Linked DNA regions of Pan troglodytes: region 1 is linked to region 2. Evidence: chromatin contacts called from public Hi-C data. All regions are on one chromosome and are shown on one strand. The core of a region is the stretch at or near the end of the contact, and the rest is flanking DNA. Distances in the headings are between cores, read along the strand shown.

Region 1 (6,029 bases), core at 536-3,035, 140 kb after region 2:
AGAGGCTGTCCTTGGCTGCTGCTCGCTCATCATGGGCCATGGCCCATTCTGAGTTGTCCAGCTGCTCTCCTTTGGGACCTTTTCTTCCCCACATGGGATTGGGAGTCCTCCTTGGGCTGAAACACTCCAAGGCAACTTGGGAAACCTTTGGGTGAAGGAGATGTGGCCAGGGGAGGCTGCACCTGGTAGCTGGGTCTTCCTAGAGGGACCACTCTGATGCCATCTGCCTCACCCCTTTACCTTCTCCCAGCTTGCAGGCCAAGTGTCCCGATGCTTCTCTCTTTGTTGTCCACTGCACCATGCATCACTGTCCTCCTTGGGTCTGTCCGGACTTTCCCTGCACACCTTCCTTGCCTCCAGTCAAGGACTGTGGGCTGCCAGGCCCGTTGTATTCCTGTTCATTGCTGGAACTGTGGGCCCCTAATGGGCTGGATTTGGGGCACTCAGCAGATTTCAGAAGTTGGAGCTAGGGCCTGGGTGTTGGGCACACCCTGTGTTTATGGACACAGGGCAGGAAGTGGTTGGTACACATCTCCCTCGCAGCCTGGTGTTGAGGAACACCATGGGCCCCCTGGTGGATTGTCTTCCCAGTGGGCATTGCCTTCTGCTTCCTTAGTTGGGAGTGGTTTCCCATACCTGTAACTCTGACGTGCGTGGAAAGAATAGGCTCTGGCAGAGAGAATAACCTCCCATCACCACCACCCCCATCCCCAGAGAGTCTGTCTGCATTTACTGCCCGTCCCACTGCCAGCCACCTTCTCAGGGTACTCCTTGCCTAGCAAGCCAGATCGCCTCTGGCCATGGAAGCCCTGGGGATAAATATGTGCTGTAGGGCCAGGGAGTGGGGCTTGAGGTCAGGGTGAGGCAGGAGGAGCTAGAGGATGTGTGGCAACTAGAGCCAGGGCTGCAGGGTGTGGAGTGAAGCAGCCTTCCCTACAGGATTGCTGGACACCCAAGTGCGTTCGTGTCCTCCCTGCCTGCCTGCCGTTCATGCAGGTGTCTCGGTACCAAGAGGACAGCACAGGCCTTGCCAGGAATAGGGACAAGGGAGTACAGAGGAATAGAGGAGGGGCACACAAAGGGGCCTGCAGAGAGAAAGGGCTTCCTGAGATGACTGGGGAGCACATAGGGGAAGGGAGCTGGGACCTGGACCCTCTGTAGAGAAGGGGAAAGGCAGAGACCAACTCTCTGAGCTGCCCCTTTACTTTGTAGAAGTTCTTGACTGCTCGCATCTCTCACTCTTCCATCTCTGGCCGTACCCTGTTTTCCAACTCACGCACCTCACACATTTACCCTCTGAGTATCAGAATCCACATACCTAGGTGGGTTTGGGACTTTCTAGGCCTCTCCCTCAGGCCATAGGAGCACCCATCCCGGGCTCCTCTGGAGGGGCAGCCCGAAGGAACCTGTTGGGGTAACTTGTTTGCTCCCCACACCCCGGGAATGTGCCGTCCTTTCAGGCCCGCCCACCCGGATTCCTGTGCAGGGAGTCAGCCGACACAACATGTTGCATGTGCCCTGTGGGGACACGTTCTGCCTCCTGTCAGTGGGAGGAGGCTGGCGGCCGTGCCTGTGCTGCCGCACCTCAGTTCCCCACCGAACCCCAAACCAGGGCCCAGGCTGTCCAGACAGAGGAGGGAGACCACTCCTGCTTCCCCACCCTCCCTACCCTCTCACCATTCTCCCTGCCCCAGGCCCTGTTGGAATGTGACAGGAGTCATGGCCAGGGCATGTCCCGACAGTGGGAACACATGCTTTAGCCCGCAAGGCTTCCCTCAGCCTCCAGCTCTGTTTAGGTTGATGGGGGCGGGAGGAGATTGTTTTTTCTGCCCAGAAGGCCACCTGAGGTTACTGCCTGATCACTGGTGGCTGCTGCCCCCGTGCTGCAACCCAGCTAATTACAGGTGGGGGCCAGGGAGGGGTGCGCGCCCATCTCTGAACCTCAGGAGGCCGGAGGGGCTCTCACAGGTCACTCAGTCCAGCCACCTCTGTGTAGATAAGGAACTGAGCTATCCAGTGAGGAAGGGCATTACACAGGGCCCCACAGTGTCAGTGCTGAGCCTGGAGCCCAGGTGTCTCCACCTCCCCCGACTGGGGTTTTCTTCGCGAGTGTTCCTCAGCCTTGGCACTCTGGATATTTTCTATTGGGAATCATTTGTGGTGGGAGTTGTCCTATGGTTGTGGGATGACCAAAGCATCCCCGGCTTCTACCCACTAGGTGCCAGTGGCACTCCTTCCCTCCAGGTTTCGACAACCAAAAATGTCTCCAGACACTTGCCAGACGTCCCTGGGGAAGGAGAGTGGGCGCCAGACGTCCCTGGGGAAGGAGGGTGGACAGAATTGCCTTGTTGAGAGCTACTGCTCTGTGTTGCTCCCTTTTCAGATTTCTTCTCCTAGCCCTATGCCTCCTCATTGCAAAGGCCGGTGACCATCATTATACACCAAATAGCCTTGGGCCTCCTTCTGGAAATGCTAGGTGCTCTCTTTCCATCATTTTCTCTATCTTCTTGGATCTCTGTGAGGCTTTTTCCTGGTGTTCTCATTTGTAACCCATGCTCCCCAAATCTCTTAGTTGTTTCCAAACTCTGAGAGGCTTGGGAGATGAGGACCGATGTGGAGTAGGGACAGGACGGAACCGGACCTATTCCAGAATTGGGCAATGTGCTGAGACCATGAACACACAGACACACGTATCTCATCTGGGCCTGTGACAGTACTGTCATGGAGAAAGGCAGGAACCCAGTGTTTCCAGTCATCTGCCTCCAGCCGCTTTCCCCTCAGGCCCTCTGTTTCATGGCCTTCCTGCCGTGGTTCTCCCTGGGGGGCCTTCCAGGTCCCAGACTGGGCAGCAGGCCTGTAGCACTGACAGACAGGCGGCTGACACCTGGTTTCCACTTTCTTCTCTTCTCTGGTTTCAGGAGCTGTTGGCTAAAGGAAGTGGAGGGGCCGTGGGATGCGGAGAGCCGAGGGCTAACTCCCGGACAGCGGAACAGAGAGAGCTGCCGACAAACAGACGGTATGTCCCTGATGAGGCCTGTGCCCTCAGCCTGGCTCTCTTCTGGGGAGGGGCAGGTGAGGGGGCAGCCAAGTGTTCTCTCTCGGTGGGGGCTGGTGAAAAGAGTGGTGGAGGCCACAGGGGTTTGGTCATCAGTGGCTGAGGCCAGAGAGCTCTCTTGGGCCTTGAGACTCCCACTGGGGATCCTGGATTGTATCCCCAAACTCACATTTTTGGTTATGATTTTTTTTTTAAACTAACATTTATTCAACATTTCCTAAGTGCTTTACATCATCTTCCCAACAACCCTATGAAGTTGGTGCTATTCTTAACTGGAATCAGTAGCTCACACCTATAATCCCAGCACTTTGGAAGGCCAAGACAGAGGGATTGCTTGAGCTTGAGAGTTTGAGCCTGGGCAACAAAGTGAGACGCTGTGTACAAAAAATAGCCAGGTGCAGTGGCACATGCTTGTGGTCCGAGCTACACAGAAGGCTGAGGCAGGAGGATTACTTGAGCCCAGGAGGTCGAGGCTGCAGTGAGCCAAGATTGCGCCACTACACTCCAGCCTGGGCAACAGAGCAAGACCCTGTCTCAAAAAAAAGAAAAGAAAAAAAGAAATTGATGCTGTTTTATCGCTAATTTAGAGTTGAGAAAAGTAATGCATAGAGAGCAGTTTTACCTTCTGAGGCCTTCAGAGCCCACAAAGGAGAGTGGTAAGGAGGGTGGTGGGCTGCTTTGAAGCTCCCTGTCCCACTCTTAGAACCTAGGTGTTCAGGCCCTAGGCCCTGCCTTTCCCACCCATCTGTTCCCCGTTGGACCCATGCCCCACCCTCCAGCACTCCTTTGACCTATGGGGACTGACACACCTAAGTCCTGCCCCTCTAGTGACTCCAGTAATGGCCCAGGCCTGTCAGCCTATGTGGTGGCCTCAACATATGTCCCCTTTCGCCATCTTTGTTTTTTCTCAGTCCAGAGTCCTTCTGGCCACATCTCTGAGCCTGCCTCCTTCTTGCTTCTCAGCAGGCGGAGGAGCCGTCATCTCCCAGAATGACTAGTGCCGCCCCTGCTAAGAAACCCTACCGTAAGGCACCACCAGAGCATCGGGAGCTGCGTTTGGAAATTCCTGGATCCCGGCTTGAGCAGGAGGTCAGCAAGACTGGTATCCCAGCCTGACCGGCAGAGGCAAGGCCCCTGAGGCTGGGTGTCTGGCTGACTTCTCCTGCCTGAGCTTCTGGTCCTGAGTTGGGGTGAGAGTGGGCCTTGCTGTTGCAGGCCTGAGGTCTCCTAGCCGCAGTAGTGCAGGTGGGGGCAATGTAGGCTCAAGGGGGACTGTCTGTGAGTATATGTCCACATGTCAGGGAACCCCTGAGTCTTCGTAGCTTAGCAGAAATGATCCCATATGATATTCTCCCTGCAAGAGGCAGCCCAGTAGACTGAGGGGTCCTAATCTGCTGGTGGTTGGGACTCTGGTCCTCCGTAGTGTAGAGCCATTCAACCTGTGGCCCCTTTGGGGCATATCAGGAGGCAGTGCTACAGCCACTTCCCACCAGCACAGCTGCTCTTCATTGTCCCCAGGAAGTCCAGCCCTTCCTCCAGCTTTGCTTTGTTTGGCTAACATTTGTTGAATACGTACTCCCTGCCAGGAACTGTTAGGTCCGGACTCTGCTCTTCGGGGCCTATAGTCAGCTGCAAAACATTGGCTCTCCTCCCCCATTAACTTCACTCAGGCAGAAACGAGGGCCACAGTGGTTTACTGCCCTTGCAGCCATATCTCCATCTGGTCACAGTGCGTGGAGCACATTTAAAGAACCTGAGACGCAGCATGTGCTGAGCATCAGGCATACTGTAGCCTGCTTTGGTCAGATTCAAGGTAGAAAAGCCATGACTTGCTCATTTCAGTTCAGGGAACATTAAATTAAGATGCCAGCTATTATGCTAGGTGCTACCCAGCGAGCATTACCTCAGTTTTATAAATGAGGGAACTAAGGCTCGGTGAGGTGAAGGCTGTATAATCAGTATGCAGTAGAATAGGGTGAAATCCAGTTGTCAGAGTCAATGGACAAAGGAAGCCACCTACCTCCATTTTCTGCCAGAGGCTGCACTTCTGAAGCAGTCAGTTCCACATAGAATAGGCCCCTTGATGTTTCCCTCTCGCGATAGCAGGGGCCTGCTCTGCTTTGTGGTTGGCTGAACTTGACTCTTGAGCCATGACCGCCATAGGGGTTTGGGGAAGATGGGGCAGGAGGTTAAAAGACAGACAAGGCACTTCCTTCCCTTAGTCAGGATTAGTCCTCTTCTCCCATGCACTTGTTCTTCCTGAGCCTCTGCAAGGGCCTGATTCTGCCTGTATCTTCATCCCAAGGCTGAGGGCTTTGTCAGAGCTCAGAACTCGTGTGTATAGTTCAGCCTGACTTTTCTGGAAGGTCTCTGCCATACCTGTGTGGATACAGGACCCACCAGGAGCCGAGTGAACAGCTGAGAGGCTGTCTGCCCCTGGGGAGAGGTAGCTTGGGTGCCAGGACTTATTTGAAACTGGCTTTAGGATTGGATTAAGGGTGAAGGTTGGAAGAGGTTCTTGAATCTTCTGGTTGGCATGGGAGAGGGTAATCGAGGCTTGTCCCAGCATTACTGAATTGCTTCCATCTGTAGAGAGCCCTACAGCCCTCTTCTGCTATAAGAGTCTTTGGGCTTCACACCTGAGCCTTCTTGTGGCTATTCGGAGGGTGAGCCAGCCGGGGGTCCAGTGGTCCAGAGCTGAGCCTCAAGCCTCTCTTTTTTGCCTAGGAACCCCTGACTGATGCAGAAAGGATGAAGTGAGTATCTGCTACCTGAGATACTGCCCTGCCTCAACTCTGTCCCTCTTAGCTCCAGGCTAGACTGTTGGTACAGTTGGACTTTCCCTTGGAGTAGGTAGAAGTAAAGGTTGGGATGGGTTGTTTTAGGGACTCTGGGAGGAGTTTTGATGTTGTGGATATTTTTTCTGGAAAATGGGATTTTATTGTTCCATGGGCTTCAAGAGAGCGTAGAATCA
Region 2 (5,776 bases), core at 1,859-4,358:
AGTAGAATACTCAAAGTCACACATTAAGAGTAGATTTACAATCCAGGTATATCTGCCCTAAAGCTCATGATCTTTCAACTATACTACTACCTAATGAAAAAAAGCAAATATGGCTTGTCTATACTATACCAGCATATAATAGGCCTGTATGTGTCTATAATAGACCTATGTATTATCAGCGCCCTGACTTAAGGACTAGATTTATAAAAGGAAAGTAAAGAGAAAGTGTATGACCTCCAAACACTGTCTCTAAAGTTTTGTCTACATTGAACCTATTCCCTTTCCCAAAAGACTTCAGTAAAACTAAAGACTGAAGTTCAGGGTATTTACGTCCAACAGAAACTTAAGAGAAGAGTTTTTTGTCTTCCCAATAATTGGCTAAAACTTTTTAACCGGAAAAAAATGAGACTGGCCCTCTAATTTTTTTCTTCAGAACTTTTTTTTTTTTTTTTTTTTGAGATGGAATCTTGCTCTGTTGCCCAGGCTGGTGTGCAGTGGCGTGATCTCGGCTCACTGCAACCTCCACCTCCTAGGTTCAAGCAATTCTCCTGCCACAGCCTCCTGAGTAGCTGGGACTACAGGCGCGTGCCACCACACCCGGCTAATTTTTTGTATTTTTAGTAGAGACAGGGTTTCACCGTGTTAGCCAGGATGGTCTTGATCTTCTGACCTCGTGATCCACCCGCCTCAGCCTCCCAAAGTGCTGGGATTACAGGCATGAGCCACCACGCCCAGCCAGGTCTTAACTTTTATGAGCAAACCAAATTAGACATTACATTTTTATGTTTCTAAACAAAGTGAGTTGCTAGGTATAAGCACCCTTACAATTAATAGTATGTATTAACTCTTCCACTCAAAATTCTTCTATTATGTATTCCCTATCTTGATGTAGTTTTCACCTACTGCTCTAAATTATCAGAATTATTAGAATTATTATATCTTTACCCCAGTCACTGCTTTCTTCCCACAGGCTGGGGACCCAATGAACCTGGATAATATAAAAAATGACTTTAGAGGCCAGGCACAGTGGCTCATGCCTGTGATCCCAGCACTCTGGGAGAGGCTGGCAGGGGAGGATCACTGGAGCCCAAGAGTTCAAGATCAGCCTGGGCAACAGTGAGAAGACCCCATCTCTATATAAAATATACGTATACATACACACACATACACACACACACACAAATTTTTTAAATAAATAACATGTCAAAAATGTTACTGTTACTCCTGGACTCTAAGATAAACCAGAACAAGCAAAGTTTATTTCTTGGTTTGCTTCAATTATCAAGCAACAACTAGTTATTAGCTTTAACTCACATAATCATTACAGGGTAAGAATACAGAATTCACTGGGATCAAACAGGTTTACTGATTCTCCTTCACCACACCCAATTTTGGTTCCCTACTCCGCTACGAAATCATATTGAAGACTTCAAGGCTCCCAGTTCCTATCTACAGTGTTTGAAGACCATTAACTTGGATAGAATTAAACTTAAAAAAGGCTGACAATCACAATAGGACCCAAGGCCAGACTTTTGTTTAGTCCTAATGATAAAACGTGTGAAAAACAGAGGAACAATATACACTTCTTAGGATGATGACAGCAGCCTCCAAACGACTTCAAGTGAAAGAGCCTTACAAATTTTCAGCCCCTTCTAAAAAACATATACAAATTTATGGCAAAACAGAAAACTCAGGCACAGGATGCCCAAAGCTAATATTCACCTTTTGCTTCTGGGAAGCACGGTTCTTCTCATCAGATATCTTCTCTGGATTATATCTTATGAGTGATGGAATGGACACCTGGACAGGCACTTGGGCCGCAGGAATTGAGCCTCGCAGAGACTCTTTCTGCTTAGGCTTATCAGGAGTCACAGTGGGGATCACACGAAGATTGGGACGGCTACGAGTAGCTTGTTTGGTTATTGGCATTATCCTGTGTGGTTCAGGTACAGGGTGGTTTGATGGTTGAGAGGTGGGATACATGGGCCATCTTGAGGCTGCATATGCCATGTAGTGCCTATAGGCATCAAAAGAGGCAGGGGGAATGGCAGGTCCCTGGTAGTTTGGAGGTATCCGAGCTGCAGCAAACTGAGAGGCCCTTGGCATGTGAAACTGAGATAAAGCAGCAGTGTGTGGAAGTCTAATTGGGGCAGATGGGGCTGATGGCAACATGCACCTGACTGCAACAGATGACTGAAACCCACTACCAACCACCTCTGGTCCTGAAATATGACCCACTGGATGGTCAGACTTTAGGAATGGAGGGCTGTTTTTTGTGAGCAGGTAAGGATCCACAGGAGAAGGTGGGTGTGGATGGGACACCTCTGGAGAGTGGGTATTGCTATGATGTGCCTCCCTGCTCTCTAGTCTGTGGGGATCTGAGGAACGTCGATCAGCTGAGAAGCAGTGGTCAACTGAGGAACAGCGGTCAGCTGAGAAGCGGTGGTCAACTGAGGAACAGTGGTCAGCTGAAAAGTATCGGTCAACTGAGGAACGGCGGTCAGCTGAGGAGCGTAATGATGGCTTCTTGCCATGAAGTCGTTCCTGGGTGCGTGCAGCCAATTGACTAATCTCTGCTACTCCAATATCCAGCCCTATTGTCTTGAGCAAGTCATGGATCTTCGCATATTCTGGATTGGTCTCTTCTAGTGATTCTAGCTTTACAGCTGGAGCTGAAGATGGCAGGGAGCTTGCCTTCTGCCTCATAACTTCACTCTCAGAGCTCCCAAGGGGCTTTGGTAGGGATTCTGCCTTTAAATCCTCTTCTTCATCCCCATAGAGAAATTTCTCCTCATCTTCAATGTCGGGAAAGCTACGTCGCCTTTTTTCCTGTGTACTGGTAGAATCAGCCAACATGCTCAGAATGCGGGAAAAACCACTGCCATCCTGGCTAGCTCTCTCATGGGGCAGCAGGAAGTCTGTGTGTCGCTCAGGTCCCTCGGCCTTCAAATCCAAATTATCCTTGTGGCATAGAAAACTTCCAAATTTTTCTCTGAGAGGACTGTTGTCTTTGGGAATCCCAGGAAGGGGACCCCATTGGTAGAGGTTGCCCTGAGGTTCCTTCAAGGCAGTCTCTACCATAGTCCCCTTGTTTTCAATCTCTGAGGCAAAAGCAGCAATAGCACCACTTAGTGGAAGGGATGGGTGCCCAGAGTAGAGAGGGTGATCCTGGCTGGAGCTGGTACTGCTGGAAAAACTCTCAAGCTGCAAAGACAAACACAACTGATTTAGTCTTATGCAGAATCTCAGAACATTAGTAATTGAGATAAATACTTAAATACTTTGGTCTTCCTGAATTAACAGGTGAGATACAAGTATGGACAAAAGGGAGGAAAAGTATCTTTAGCCAGATTCAAAATGTGAATCCCCTTATCTCCAGATGTTTCTGCTGTTGAGGAGCAACAGGAAGTGAGGCAAACTGGATGGAATCCTCACCTTTATCTATTTGTTAAAAGGAATTTGAATTCAAAAGAATTTTAGAGATCCCCTAGCTTGTTTTCTTTTCTATGGATCCCCAAAAGAAAAGGAAAAAAAAAGAGCTGCTTTGGCTGAAGTGGGGAGAGGAAACTCTGGAACGCTAACTCATCAGCATTCCTTTGCTTGGGAACCTCTTCAGAAGCCTTTATCTCCTAAGAGGACAGCTAAAAACTAGTGGTCTTTCCACTAGTGGTCTGACCATCCTTTCACAGGTCAGGGAAAAATATCAAGGCTCAGAATGGTGAGGTGACTTGTCTAAAAATCACAGTAAGTTGGTGGCAGAAGTGGGTCCAAAATCAGAATCACCTGATTTCTAGTCCAGTGTCCTACAACTCATACATCTTGTCTTCTCTCTAAAGAGAGATGAGAAAATTAAGATCACCTCCTCCCCTTGCCCTTCAAGGTTCATTTCCAACAAACCCATACTCAAAGATTGCCAAAGGATAATCCAATTTAAGTAAAAAAACTTACAGTACTCTCCAAAATATCTATTTATTAATATAAAGCCTAATATACAGCAAATAGAACCCTCTACTGATGCATTAAAAGGCCTACAGTTTCGTTTGGAGAGTCCTAGAAGGTGTAGCTCACAATGTCGGTCCAGCACATATTACAAAGATACCATTAGGAACATAGCCCACAGGAAAGTAAGCAGGCTTTAAGATATTAGAGAGACTAGCAAGAGGCCCTACAAGAAATGCAGCAGAGACCTGCATGGAGGGCTCCATTATGTCCACCTCAATCCGCTTCTTCAAAATGGATTTCTTGGGCATCACAGATACTTCCTCAGGCCGATGCAAAGAATATCCTGGCTCCGGTGCTGTTAGGACACCTGACAATCCAGGGATGGAACAGCCAGTACCACCACCATCAACTCCAACCAGCTCCTGACTCAAGCTCCTACTTCGCTCCTCCTCTTCCTCTCGCTTTCGTCTGGCAAGATCCAGTTCTCGAAACTCAGGGTCGAGAAACCTAGGACTTGGGCTTCTTCTACGCTGTCGATAGTTGCGAGTTCCTGATGTAAAACTTGGGTGATCCCCTCCCATGCTGTTTATCTTCACCGTGTCATCATAACGGGGTCTTTTGGCCTCCCGGCTCCTTTCTTCAGATCGTATAGAGTAGCCTTTGAGTTTTTCTCGATTCCGTTCTGTTCCCCGCAACAGCTCATCATGACAACTGATATGGGGACTATAATCAGATCGATGCAGGAAAGTTTCTTTTGTTCGGTAGTCCTCATCAAGTTGTCCCAAGAAGGGACTGAGAGGCCCTTCCTCCTGGGAAATATATCGCTCAAGACCTCGAGAGCACTGGGAGCTTCGAGTGAAGACAGAATCATCAGTCAGGTCATCCCTGAGGAAAAAGAGAAGCATCATTGAACAAATGGACTTGGAAAGAATAAGAGCAGACAAGGCTAAGAGACTGGTGTTTGTCAAGGGGGCTATAAAATGCTTAGGGCAAAAGACTATAATCATGAAGTCCAAGAACATTTCCTCTCCCTTTCCCCAGGGGAACAAGCAGCTTTAGCCTCTAACCAAGAGGTAATATTACCAACATATCCAGATAGATCTCTTGGGTAATTTCTCCGACTAGACTTAGGGCATGCAGAATATCATGGAAGTTACACAACTCCACACAAGCTAAATTCTAGCTCTTTGCTACTCAAAGTGTAGTGCGGACGAAACAGCATTAGCATTACCTGGGAACTTTTTAGAAATATAGCTTCTCAAAGCTCCACCCCAAGCAGATCTGAACTAGAATCTGCATTTTAACAAGATCTCCAGGTGATTTGTCTGTACTTTAAAGTTTGAGAAACACCAGTCCAGATCAATGGGATTTTTTTGTTTTGTTTTGAGATGGAGTCTCGCTCTGTCACCCAGGCTGGAGTGCAGTGATGCAATCTCGGCTCACTGCAAGCTCCGCCTCTCAGGTTCACGCCATTCTCCTGCCTCAGTCTCCGGAGTAACTGGGCCTATAGGCACCAGCCATCACACCCGGCTAATTTTTTTTTTTTTTTCTGATTTTTTAGTAGAGACGGGGTTTCGCCATGTTAGCCAGGATGGTCTTGATCTCCTGACCTAGTGATCAGCCCACCTTGGCCTCCCAAAGTGCTGGGATTACAGGCATGAGCCACCGCGCCCAGCCTGTTTTGTTTAAGACAGAGTCTTGCTCTGTCACCCAGGCTGGAGTGCAGTGGCGTGATCTCGGCTGACTGCAACCTCTACCTCCCTGGTTCAAGTGATTCTTGTGCCTCAACCTCCTCTAAGTAGCTGGGATTACAGGCATGCACCACCACGCTGGC

The links. A called contact is a pair of places that touch in the nucleus more often than the background predicts.
Region 1: a contact with region 2 is called in a Hi-C map of induced pluripotent stem cells, with 1.8 times the contacts expected there. The contact joins two enhancer-like sites. A contact is called at or near these places in 3 of 7 Hi-C or Micro-C datasets (induced pluripotent stem cells and stem cell-derived neural progenitor cells).

Annotation. Positions count from the first base shown.
Region 1 is chr5:49,387,911-49,393,939 of NHGRI_mPanTro3-v2.0_pri, forward strand. It overlaps TJAP1 (tight junction associated protein 1), which reads left to right. Exons shown (of 11, transcript NM_001280172.1): 3 at 2,919-3,016; 4 at 4,022-4,144; 5 at 5,783-5,811. The coding sequence starts at 4,046. Among named protein-coding and RNA genes, the nearest start is that of LRRC73, 12 kb to the right of the region's middle. Within about 2 kb of position 1,786, at least 8 of the 24 cell types and tissues checked have an H3K27ac peak or open chromatin away from gene starts, as enhancers often do. A contact at or near this core is called in induced pluripotent stem cells, where this site is marked.
Region 2 is chr5:49,247,198-49,252,973 of NHGRI_mPanTro3-v2.0_pri, forward strand. ZNF318 (zinc finger protein 318) reads right to left here. Exons shown (of 10, transcript XM_016955560.4): 3 at 4,188-4,827; 4 at 1,723-3,204. Among named protein-coding and RNA genes, the nearest start is that of ZNF318, 14 kb to the right of the region's middle. Within about 2 kb of position 3,109, at least 3 of the 24 cell types and tissues checked have an H3K27ac peak or open chromatin away from gene starts, as enhancers often do. A contact at or near this core is called in induced pluripotent stem cells, where this site is marked.